Linked DNA regions of Oryctolagus cuniculus: region 1 is linked to region 2. A link is a contact called in public Micro-C data. All regions are on one chromosome and are shown on one strand. The core of a region is the stretch at or near the end of the contact, and the rest is flanking DNA. Distances in the headings are between cores, read along the strand shown. Region 1 has its middle 59 kb from the start of SUPT7L. Region 2 has its middle 46 kb from the start of PLB1.

Region 1 (5,394 bases), core at 2,776-5,275, 790 kb after region 2:
AAGCCATGTTCAGCCTGTAGGTAAGCCTGGACATAAAGGCTTCCTGCTTTGTAATAATTTTTCAAAAAAGTGTGGCAGAAAGCACTTTCACTTGGGGGATTCTGGTTCTGGTTATGCCAGCAATGAGCTGTGTAACCCTGAGTAAGCTGTATCCCTCTCTGGGCCTCAGTTTCCTTACCTGTACAATGGAAGATCCTACTAAATGATCTCTTTTTAACTTGATAACACTGTGGTTCAATGGCTTATCCTAAATGGTGGGGAAATCCTGTCTAATTGAATTGTCTGGTGAATAATTACCATACATACACACCATACATGGATTACCACATTTCAAAGAAACAGAAAACAATACTAAGCCTTGGTTAACTGAAATTCTCCAGGGTTAACTGGAAAATCCCTTCTAATCAAGGTTATTGTTGAAAGACTTTGTAAAATATCAGAGTTGAGTTTCCTGCCTTTCTAAGCAGAGATACAGCAGTGCCCAGCAAAAGGAACTGATGAGTCAGCGTCTGGGGCGGGCTCTGCCACCTGGGCTGAAGAGGGCAGCAGCCGGGAGATGCCCAGGCCACTCCCCGCCAGGGGCTGCTCCCACAGCGGCGCTGCATGTAAATCAAGGCCTTAAGATGATGACCCTGAGGACCTCCAGATCCAATGTCCACTCCTGGAGCACTCCCCTCTCCCAGGCTGAGAAGCAGCCAACCACGTGATGCCATCTTCTATGGGGCTCTCGCTACAGCCCAGGAGAAGCCTGCCCTCTGCTCTTAACCCTGAAGATCTGAACCTCTTCGCCTTACAAATCACCCACTTTCAGGTATTTTGTTGCAGAAATGGAAGTCAATACTGTCCCCTTCTATCTCAAGAGACATTTGAGAAACCAGCTGCCTGCAGTATTAGATTTCCTGTTCCCTCCTCCCTTCTGTCCTAACCTGTCATCCTGGAATAGGCACCAGCCTTCAAAGCAGAACCAAGATCTCAATTCTGCAATTGTCATACTAACAACTGATTCAGTCAAGAAATCATCAATGGATGCAAAAGTCTGATGAGGTCAGGGTATTTACAGCCTTAATTATCCTCCCCACTCCAATGACCAAGTATCAGGGTAAAAGATAGTAATTGCGGGCAAACCTGACAGACACATCCTTAGTCAAGGGATCAAAGTTAATTACCATCAGGGCTGGGACACACATCATGTGGCTCCTGACACGATGCGCTGGGAACACAGCATCACTTCTGTGCACTTCCTACCAGCGAATGCTTAACCTGAATGTCATCCGGAGCACACAACCGCATTCTACAACCACTGGCCTGCGTTCTTGACAAACATCAATGTCATGAAAGACCAAGAAAGGCTGGGGAACTGTTCTAAGTCAAGCCCTAAGCTGATATGACAACCAAATGGAATGTGTAATCTGGATTGGACACTGGGCCAGAAAAAAAAGCATTAAGGCCATTTTTGGAGAGCTGCATATGTCTTAATATGATTGTTTATTAAACAATAATTTATATCCATGTAAAAGTCTCTGATTTATGTAAGAGAACTTACTTTTTAAGAAATACACACTGGGCCAGCATTGTGATAAAGCAGGTTAAGCCTCTGCCTGTAATGCCAACATCCCATATGGGTGCTGGTTCGTGTCCCTGCTGCTCCATTTGTGATCCAGCTCTCTGCTGATGTGCCTGCAAAAGCACCAGAAGATGGCCCAAGCCACCTGGGCCATCTGCACCCATGTGGGAAGTCCGGAGGAAGCTCCTTGCTCCTGGCATCAGCTCAGCATTGTGGCCTTCTGGGAGGTGAACCAGATGATGGAAGATCTCTCTCTCCCTCTCCTTCTCTCTCCCCTGCCCTGCCCCATAACTCTGCCTTTCAAATAAATAAATAGTCTTTGAAAAAAAATACATTCTGAAAAATGATAAAGAGGTGCAGTGCCCGTGGCTTCCTCTCAAATGACTCAAGGAAAGAGAACACATATGAGCGTGCACACAAGAAGGGAGAACATTAAAACCAACGTAGACGATGTTAACATTTGCTGAGCCTGAGAGAAGAGTACATAGGAGTTCTTTGCACTTGCAAAGAGTCTTGCAGCTTTTTGGCAAATTAAAAGTATTTCAAAATAAAAAGTAAAAAAAGAAAAAATAAAGCCGGATGCCATGCTCAGAGCCTCCTGTCATCCGCCCCTACAGTGGGTGACGCTGGAAAGAGCCCTGAAAAGATACTTCCAGCCCTCGTTGCCTGTCTCCTCGCTCTAAATGCACACGTAACATCTTGCCTCTCTAGGGCCGTCGAGAGGATTAAGTACATTAGTAAAAAATCTGGCATGGGCCAAAACCAAATATATGCTGCAAATGCCCCAGAAGTGGTAAGTACAAAAGAATTCGTACTCCCATTGAATTTATACTCTGGTCAGAAAGATGGGGAAGGCACGACTAACGACCCTGGCAGAAACGCCATTCCAAGCGGCTGTAAATTCTGTGAGGGTGATGCAGTGTGGTGGGAGACATGCGAGGTCTGGAGGACCCTATGGAAATCCTTCCTAGGGAAATGACATTTACACTGAGCCTAAAGAACAAAGAGGAAGGGGATTGGCAATCTGGGTGGTAAGAAGAGCAGGAACAAAGGCCCTGGGGTAGGCAAGAGCTTGGAGAATGCAAGGAACTGTGACATTCTCTTCTCTGCTAGACCACCTGAATGCTCCTTCAGGAAAGGGGCAGATCGACACTCAGCGTCTGATGAGCAAGCAAATGGCTGAGCTCTGGCTTCAGGGTCTGCCTGCGATGTCTGCTGCCCCTCCCGGCTCTTAGCATCACTATGCAGTGGAAAAGCAGGCTTCCACGCAGGCGACCCCGACGTCTTCCCCTCTGTGTGAACTTCTTAGATCACAGAGCTGGAAGGGACCCCAAAATCCCACCCCTCCCTGTTAGGAAGATTCGGGGGAGACTGCGGCAGCCGTGGACTGGCTGGGGCCGCGTGCCCGCGCTCTCCCTGCCCCTGCAGCCTGCCTTGTTTATTTGTTCAGCAGGTTTGTTTCAGCCATGGCACAGCCTGTTCTGACTCTGGAACATTTACGAGATGAGCCAATTTTTAAAAATCATAGAAAATAAATGCTTTGCTCTTGCAGCTAAGGGGTGGGGCAGCCAGGGTGGGAGACATGTCTCAGGCCAGCTCTGCGGCAGGGCTCTGGCTTATCCTTTGCTGAGTTCTTTTCCCCTCCTGCTCTTGGGAACCAAAGGGACTCCAGTGGGATTTTCTGCCTCCATTCCTCTGGGACTGTAATGTGAAAAGCCTGGGATACTCAGCCACAGAGTTCCAATTCTCATCCCCGCCTTCATAAGCTACATTCCATACCCTGGCTCCCAGCCAGTGGCTTCAAGCCACAGCCTGATCCACAGCCTTGGGATGGAGGTGTCAGGACTAGCACCTGGCTCCTTCTGGTCCTCTGCCTACAGTGTACCGCTCACTGCCTGTGAACTCACTTGAAAGGACTTCAGGAAGTTCAAGGAAAATACATATTATGTAGAAACTACAAATAGATCTCAAACTTTTGCACCAAAATACTTTAATTCCCCTTTTGCACAAACTTATCCTTTAAAACCCTGCTGTTCCGTCACCACCTCTAACACCTTGAACTGACTCCCCAGGCATTCTGCCAGCTACTTTTTACATTTTGGAAAGCCTAACCAGGATATAGCAGGGTAGCTAAAATGTTGAATTTCTTTGCTTTTGTTCTGACTGGATACTAAGGCAGTGTAGCAATGTTAGTTTTTTATCTTGTGTTGATCGTAAGCACTTATTGCAGCCATGGAAATCTGATTACCGAAAACTTGGAAATGAATAATGAATAAATTCAATTTGTTTTGGCCAACAAGATAATTTAGTTAAGCCTTAATTAAGTCCAGGGTGGTGGCAGGGGTGGGATAAGGATGACAAAAGGAATCCTGGAGTTAAACAATTTGGACCTGGGGTCCCTGGAGGCTCTGTCACTCCCAGCTGGCTGAGCCCTGGGGACCAGGGAAGGACCAGTTTAGGAGCTGTCCTAGCCTTAGGCTCTTTCTCCCGTCTAAGCAACACCCCCTTTCTTAGCGTTCACACAGGCAGCAGCACTGGGACTGGTGAGACTCGGGGGTAGGGCCTGTGTTCCGGAGCCCCTCCAGGAAGCAGCGCTGGGTTCTGATGCCCAGTCCAGCCCCCTCCACCCCTTTGTTCAAGGCAGCTCCCCAAGGAGCAGTCTGCTCAGCTGTGGGAGGTGCTGTTCTCCAACTCCAAGATGAGCTCAGACCTTAAAAATCACAGCCTACTGCCTGCCCTGCTCAAGCCAAGGAAAACAGTAGACGTCAGAAGCCTCCTTAGGTATCTGGACGAGAGCAACTCCTCCTGCTCCCTCCCTTCCTCGTATGAGGTCATTGGATCAGGATGACAAAGCAAACAGTGACATGAGTTGGGACTTGTTCCCAGACTGATCCCAGGGATTCTCCAGCCCTCCTCTGGGCAAACCCAGGTGTGGACAGCAAGATGAACTGGACTCAGTCCTTGGGCAACTGGGATATACAGGCATTCCCTAAGGCAGTAAAGAGGAGGTCCCGGGCAGAGGGAATGGGATACCAGCACCAGCAGAGGTGGGCACAGTGCCTTCCAGGCTTCAACAAGCTCTCACATATTCTGATTGAGCTAAGGAGGGCAGACATTCCTTTCCAACTTCACTGATGAGGAAACAGCCTCATTTAAGGCCAGCAGCCTAATCAGTTACATGACTTAAATGTGACACACTTGAAATTAGTTTTGTGACTAATTAGCTTTGGTAGATCTTCCCACCTCACCACAGTTCCTTAAACTTGTTATTGCTACACCTGTTTCATGCTTTTTGCTTTGTTGCATACTACTGGCCTATTATTTGCTGAATGTTTTTCTTAAATAAACTCACTTCAAAAATTGGACCCATTCTAAGCAATAGTGCATATGTGTATACACATAATACATTAACATACATTACATGTATGCTCGTATGCATTCATGTGCAGCTACTAAAATTAAGCACCTTCATCCTCATCCTCTGAAGGCCGGTCTCACAACACGAAGGATACTGTGCACACTTCAGAAAAGTCAGAGGCAGGCATTTGGTCTATGGTCAAGACACCTCCATCCCGCATCACAATACCTAGGTCTGAGGCTCAGCTCTGCTCCCAATTCCAGCTTCCTGCTAGTGCAAACCCTGGGAGGCAGCCCTGATGGGATAAGGCAGGTAGCTAGGTTAGGACCTGCCTCCCGACTCCATGTGCTTCTATCCTCTTGTCTCTCAAACCACCCCCTTCCCGGGGTGGATCTCCTCATTTGGGAGGGGGTTGGGGGCGGGGTGGCACCATGTGAGTAGCCACTCCCCTCCTGAGCCACACAAGAGGCTG
Region 2 (5,454 bases), core at 1,906-4,405:
TCATCACGCTTCACCTCACCCCACCCCCACCCACCCACCCTCTCACCCATGCCCCGTCTGATCCTATCACAGCTCTCAAGTCAGGGGCTTGGGGTGGGGGGCCCACCGTGGGATCCCCACACTCTTTACCTCTCCCAAACTTCCATGTCTCCAAAAAAGCTACTGGGCACCTACTAGGACAGCTCCTGCTGATCAGAGCAGCCCAGGATGGCGAGGGCTCTGCGAAGGACCCTCACCCCAGAATTCTCTTTTTCAAACAAGAGCTCCAAGTGAGAATCAGGAGGACGGGCACTGATGTCAAGAGGTTACTCCTGCATGGACAAGAGTGTGACCATCACCCAGGCCCTCCCCGCACCCCCCCCCCCCGCCCCGCGCACACGGACAGAGGAGAGACCACTTCCACCTGGCCTCGGGGGCCCACATGGCCCGCACGTCTTTTCTAGTGATAAATTCCCCGACGTATTTTGGCTTCTCCCTCTCACGTCTAACCTTGGGTCTATTTCAAGGGAAACGCGAGTCTGCTTGCTTCTGATTCACACCCGCTGAGCTCATCAAAACCAGAATGATTTGGTAATCGCTGCTGGGTTTACTGGATGCCCTCTGGGATCAGTAAAAATCTGTGTTCCGCAGAAACAGGAAGTTTCAACAAGAGGGAGGAGGCTGGTTGCAAAAATCAAAATTCAAATCTTCTCTGCCTATCTGAGAGCCCTTCCCAGGCACGTCTTTTCCTCAGCCAGCCAACGATTTGGATTCGGCTCGGAGCGATTCTTACAGGGGACCTGTAGCAATTGCCTAGGGCTGGCATCACACGGTTCTGTGCACAGGGTGGCTTCGACACAGCAATTTATTTGCTGATAGTTCTGGAGGCTGGAAGTCTGAGAGGTGTCAGCAGAATGGCCACCATCTCCCTACACCTGCACACGCCCCACCCCCACCGCAGGTCTGTGTCCAGATTGCTCCCTTTTGCAAGGATGCCAGTCCCGTTGCTTCAGAACCCACCCCAGCAACCTCCAGTTAACTTAGTCACCTCTTGAGCCACCCTGTCTCCAAATGCAGTCACATTCTTAACTACTGCGGCTTGGGGCCTCAACGTGCGAACTGGGGGGAGGGGCTACAGGGGGCACCGTTCAGCCCATCGCACACGGCCTCTGGTCTCAGAAGTCATTGTCTCTGCCCTGCTTTGTTGCTGGTCACCACCTAGGCCAGCGCCTGGGATGAGATGGTCTAGGGAGCTTCTCCTGGGCTGTGGGAGACTCTCCAAGGCAGGGTGGATCCATGAAGCTGACCGCCACACATCTCGGTCTGGATTCGCACTCCGCTCCCTGCCCTCGCCAGCCTGGGGAAGCAGCCCAAGCCACACAGCCCCTGGAGCCTCACCATCCTACACACCAACCACATCTGCCTCACAGGGAAGTCCTGTGAAGACCACAGACGCGCTCCGGGGCAGACACGTGGTACGGCGGTGAAGTGGCTGCTCTCGACGCCGGCATCCCGTAACGCAGGGCCAGGTTCCGGTCCCAGCACCTCTGCTCCTGAGCCAGTTTCCAGCTGAGGCACCTGGGAGGCAGCAGGTGACCCTCAAGTGCTTGGGCCCCTGCCACCCATGTGGGAGACCCAGATGGAGTTCAGGGCTCCTGGCTGTCATGGCCCTTTGTGGGATGTGCCAGCAGGTGGAAGGTCTCTCTGTGTCCTCTCCCTCTTCCTGCCATTCAAATAAAAACTTGAAAATAAAATAATTTAAAATGGTTTAACCAGACCAGCACCATGGCTCAATAGGCTAATCCTCCGCCTTGCAGCGCTGGCACACGGGGTTCTAGTCCCGGTTGGGGCGCCGGATTCTGTCCCGGTTCCCCCTCTTCCAGGCCAGCTCTCTGCTGTGGCCAGGGAGTGCAGTGGAGGATGGCCCAAGTGCTTGGGCCCTGCACCCCATTGGAGACCAGGAGAAGCACCTGGCTCCTGGCTTCAGATCAGTGCAATGCGCCAGCCGCAGCCGGCCATTAGAGGGTGAACCAACAGCAAAAGGAAGACCTTTCTCTCTATCTCTCTCTCTCTCACTGTCCACTCTGCCTATAAAAAATAAAAAAAAATTAAAATGGCTTAACCAGTAAAAATGCAAGAATTAAAATTTTAAAAAGAAAAGAAAAAGGAAACTCGTGTCCAGTGCACCACCTTGCTAGGCCCAGAGATATTTCCTGAGATGGGCGTGCCTCTCCCAGCTCTGCTCCCTCTGGGGCTTCCTTGTCCAGGGCACTAAGGGTGCTCTCAGTGGGTTTCTGGTGAGGAGGGGGCTGGGAGACAAAGGAAGGCGCCCAGTTAAGATGCCAGGGCCCTCGGCCAATCCACTGCTGCAATGCCTGACCCACTGGGCTTGGGCCGGCAGGATGGCTGGTCCCTGCTCTCGGTCCCCCACAGCCTCTCACTGCCTCCCCTCTCTGCTCTCAGCCCTCCTGGCTTTGCCACCTCACCTCCCACTGCCTTGTCAAAGGGTCTGGCCTGACGGCAGCCAGAGCTCCTGGGCAGGAGGAAGGGACAATGACCCAGCACTGCCCCTGAGCCAGGGTCCCCGCCACTGAGACCCTGGGAAGGTGTGCTGTGGATAATTGCAGGGCCTGGGCTGCGCGCAGCTGTGGAACCTCATCTAGGGGAGAAAAGGAGACCAAGGGCCAGCAGCGCTGTGCTTCCAGGGGCGCTCACGGCCCAGAGCTGCAGGTGCACTGTTTCCTAGTGAGGGGGCACCAGGGCACCAGCCAGCCAGGCTACAAAGCTGAGACAGCACCTCTGACCTGCTCCCTGGCGGGGTCAGCCAGAATAAGGTGGGAGATAAATGTGTGGTTTGCTTCATTACAAGTCACAAAGGTGCCCCGTGGGCCTCCCTCCTCAGAGCCAGCCCAATTTCCCAACCACCTGTGGGTGAGTGACAGGAGGGCTCCTTGTTGCTCTGGCTTGCAATGTCCTTAACTGCCAGCATCACATTCATACACACACTCACACACACACTCACACACACACACACACACACTCTCCTACCCACCCCACCCCCCCAGCCCCCAACTGGAATCCCCTCCCCTCCCCCGCCCTCCCTGAATTAGTCACTCCTGGAAACGCGACTGATGACTTCGGGGTGAGTAAGAGGCCCGTGCGCGTCACAGCCTGACTGCCGAGGGTGACCGGGTTCAGGGCTCCTTGGAGCAAGGCCACGTGGGCCTGCACCAGGAGTCGGGGCCACAGGACCCAGTGGGGAGCGAGGCTTTGTTTTCAAAATGGATTGCAAGTTCTGACCTCTTCCTCCCAGCTCCCGCACCCCCCCCCCAGGGGGGAAGGTGGTTTTCCCAGGGAGGAGCCACAGCCCCCGCACCTGCCTGGGGGAACACGGGAGCTCACTGAGCTCTGGGTGACCGTGCTCCTCTGACCCAGGCACCCCTGGCCTCAGCCCAGCCCAGCCTTGGCTGCTGTGGAAGGGCCCAATCCTGGGGCTCGCCCTACAGAGTGTGTGCACAGTGGGGGGTGGTAATGCTCTCACATCCCATGGCGCCAGGCAGGCAAACATTTTTGGTCTGTTTTCCCTTTTCCGTGTGGCTGTGAGATCACAGCCCAGGCATATGTCATCGCAATGCATTTTGAAACGTCGCTCTTTTACATTCTTGGAGTTACGGTGCAGACTGCACATGCTAATCTAAGCAAAACAACACGCACAAGAGACTTTCCTGGCACTTGGTAAACAGGGCTGCAGCCTCAGCTTCCCCATACCTGGCATGGGCGTAGGCAGGACACGGCACAGCATGGAAAATAACCCCGGGACCGTGAACACGAGCAGCCCCACCCCCACGTTCTCTGCAGCGAGCCTGAGCCGGCGTCAGCTATGGGAAACGGGGCTCACCCCCCACCCCCAGAGCTCTCCTCCTGAGACCTCAGCTGCTCAGCACAGGGCAGCGTGCAGACTGGAAGGACTCCGTTCAGGTATTTCAGGACAGAGGAACACGAGTAAGGACGAGCGAGCGGTTGGCTAGCGTTTGCTATCCCACACACGGGGCTGGACGCTGTGTGAGGCAGGCAAGCCTGCTCCCGCGTGGGGCTGTCCCGATTGCTCCCCTCCCGTCAGAAGGCATGGGTGCTGCACCACATGCTAATGCTCACCATGAGCCTTAGCTTAATCACGTAAAAATGGTTCCTTAGAAGTTCCATATAAAATGAGGAGAAACCTCAGCAACTAACCAGCTGTTCAAGAGAAATGACTTTCTTTCCAGTGCCGTAGCTCGGTTGTCACGCCTCGCTGCCCAGCTGGTGGGAAGTTAAAGGGGCCACTCAGGAGCCCCTGTCTTTTCTGGTGTTAGCACAATTTTCTAGAAGGTTCGCAGAGAGCCTGGGCATCGGGTAGACTTCTGTTGGGATGGCCACTGTCCTGTCCATGGTCCTGTCAGGGCCACGCGGGGGCCCTCCACAGACAGCGGAGCTCTGCCAGCCTGCTCCAGCCCCTCCCTGGGGAACCGCTGCTTCCCGAGACCCCCAACCCAACATAAAGCGGGGTACAGCTGCTCCCCGATTTCTCCCAGATCCTCTCTTGCTGCTCAGGTAGGGGACTTTTCTCTGGTCGTAGAAGGATTGTTGGCCAGAGGCGGGAGGGGCAGCTGCTCTCTACCACGTTGTCCCCCAAACTTCGCATTTCTGCTCCCCTAAGCACTTGGGCTTTCAGAACCAAAGCCAGGAAGGCCCCCATTCTGTGCTGCCCTGCATCCCACTGCCTGAGGGGAGGAAAGGACAGAGTGAACATGGTAGAAACAGAGTTGGGTTCAAAGGTACGTGACCTGTTGGAGGATTTGGGACTTGCTGCAAAGCTATCGAACCATGGCAACACGCTACTGATGTAAGAAGAGACATGGGGATCCAGGTAACAGAACATTCTAGAAGTTGACCCAAACACATGCCCGCACTTGATCCTCATCAAAGGCACCAAGGTGTCTCAACAGAGAAAGAAAATCTTGATGAAATTTAAATGGTGTTAGAACAACTGGATATTTAAAAATGAACATGGGCCCTTACTCTACCTCATACTCAAAAGTTATTTGTAGACAGATTAGAGACCTAAACCATAAACCTGAAACTCTAAAGCTTCTACAGGCAATGCAGGGGAGAAGCCTCATACTTTTGCTGAAGGCAAAGGTTTTTTAAATAGGTCAGGAAAAAAGAAAATCACAAACCATTACAAAACAGAATTGATACATTGGATTTTGATGTTTTTCTTAATCAAATGGGATTGTTAAGAAAATAGGCAAAGGACCGGTGCTATGGCATGTAGTGGTTAAACCACCACCTGCAGTGCCAACATCCCACATGGGTGCCGCTTCAAGTCCTGGCTGCTCCACTTCTCATCCAGCTCCCTGCTAATGTGCCTGGGAAAAGCAGTGGAAGATGGCCCAAGTGCTTGGGCCCCTGTACCCACAAGGGAGACCAGAAGAA

The links. Hi-C and Micro-C count contacts between places; a contact is called where the count stands out from the background.
Region 1: a contact with region 2 is called in a Micro-C map of ear pinna, with 8 times the contacts expected there. The contact joins two enhancer-like sites. A contact is called at or near these places in 2 of 6 Hi-C or Micro-C datasets (ear pinna and an unstated tissue).

The regions. Positions count from the first base shown.
Region 1 is chr2:175,282,861-175,288,254 of mOryCun1.1, forward strand. No RefSeq gene overlaps it. Among named protein-coding and RNA genes, the nearest start is that of SUPT7L, 59 kb to the right of the region's middle. Within about 2 kb of position 4,026, at least 4 of the 8 cell types and tissues checked have an H3K27ac peak or open chromatin away from gene starts, as enhancers often do. A contact at or near this core is called in ear pinna, where this site is marked.
Region 2 is chr2:174,492,991-174,498,444 of mOryCun1.1, forward strand. No RefSeq gene overlaps it. Among named protein-coding and RNA genes, the nearest start is that of PLB1, 46 kb to the left of the region's middle. Within about 2 kb of position 3,156, at least 2 of the 8 cell types and tissues checked have an H3K27ac peak or open chromatin away from gene starts, as enhancers often do. A contact at or near this core is called in ear pinna, where this site is marked.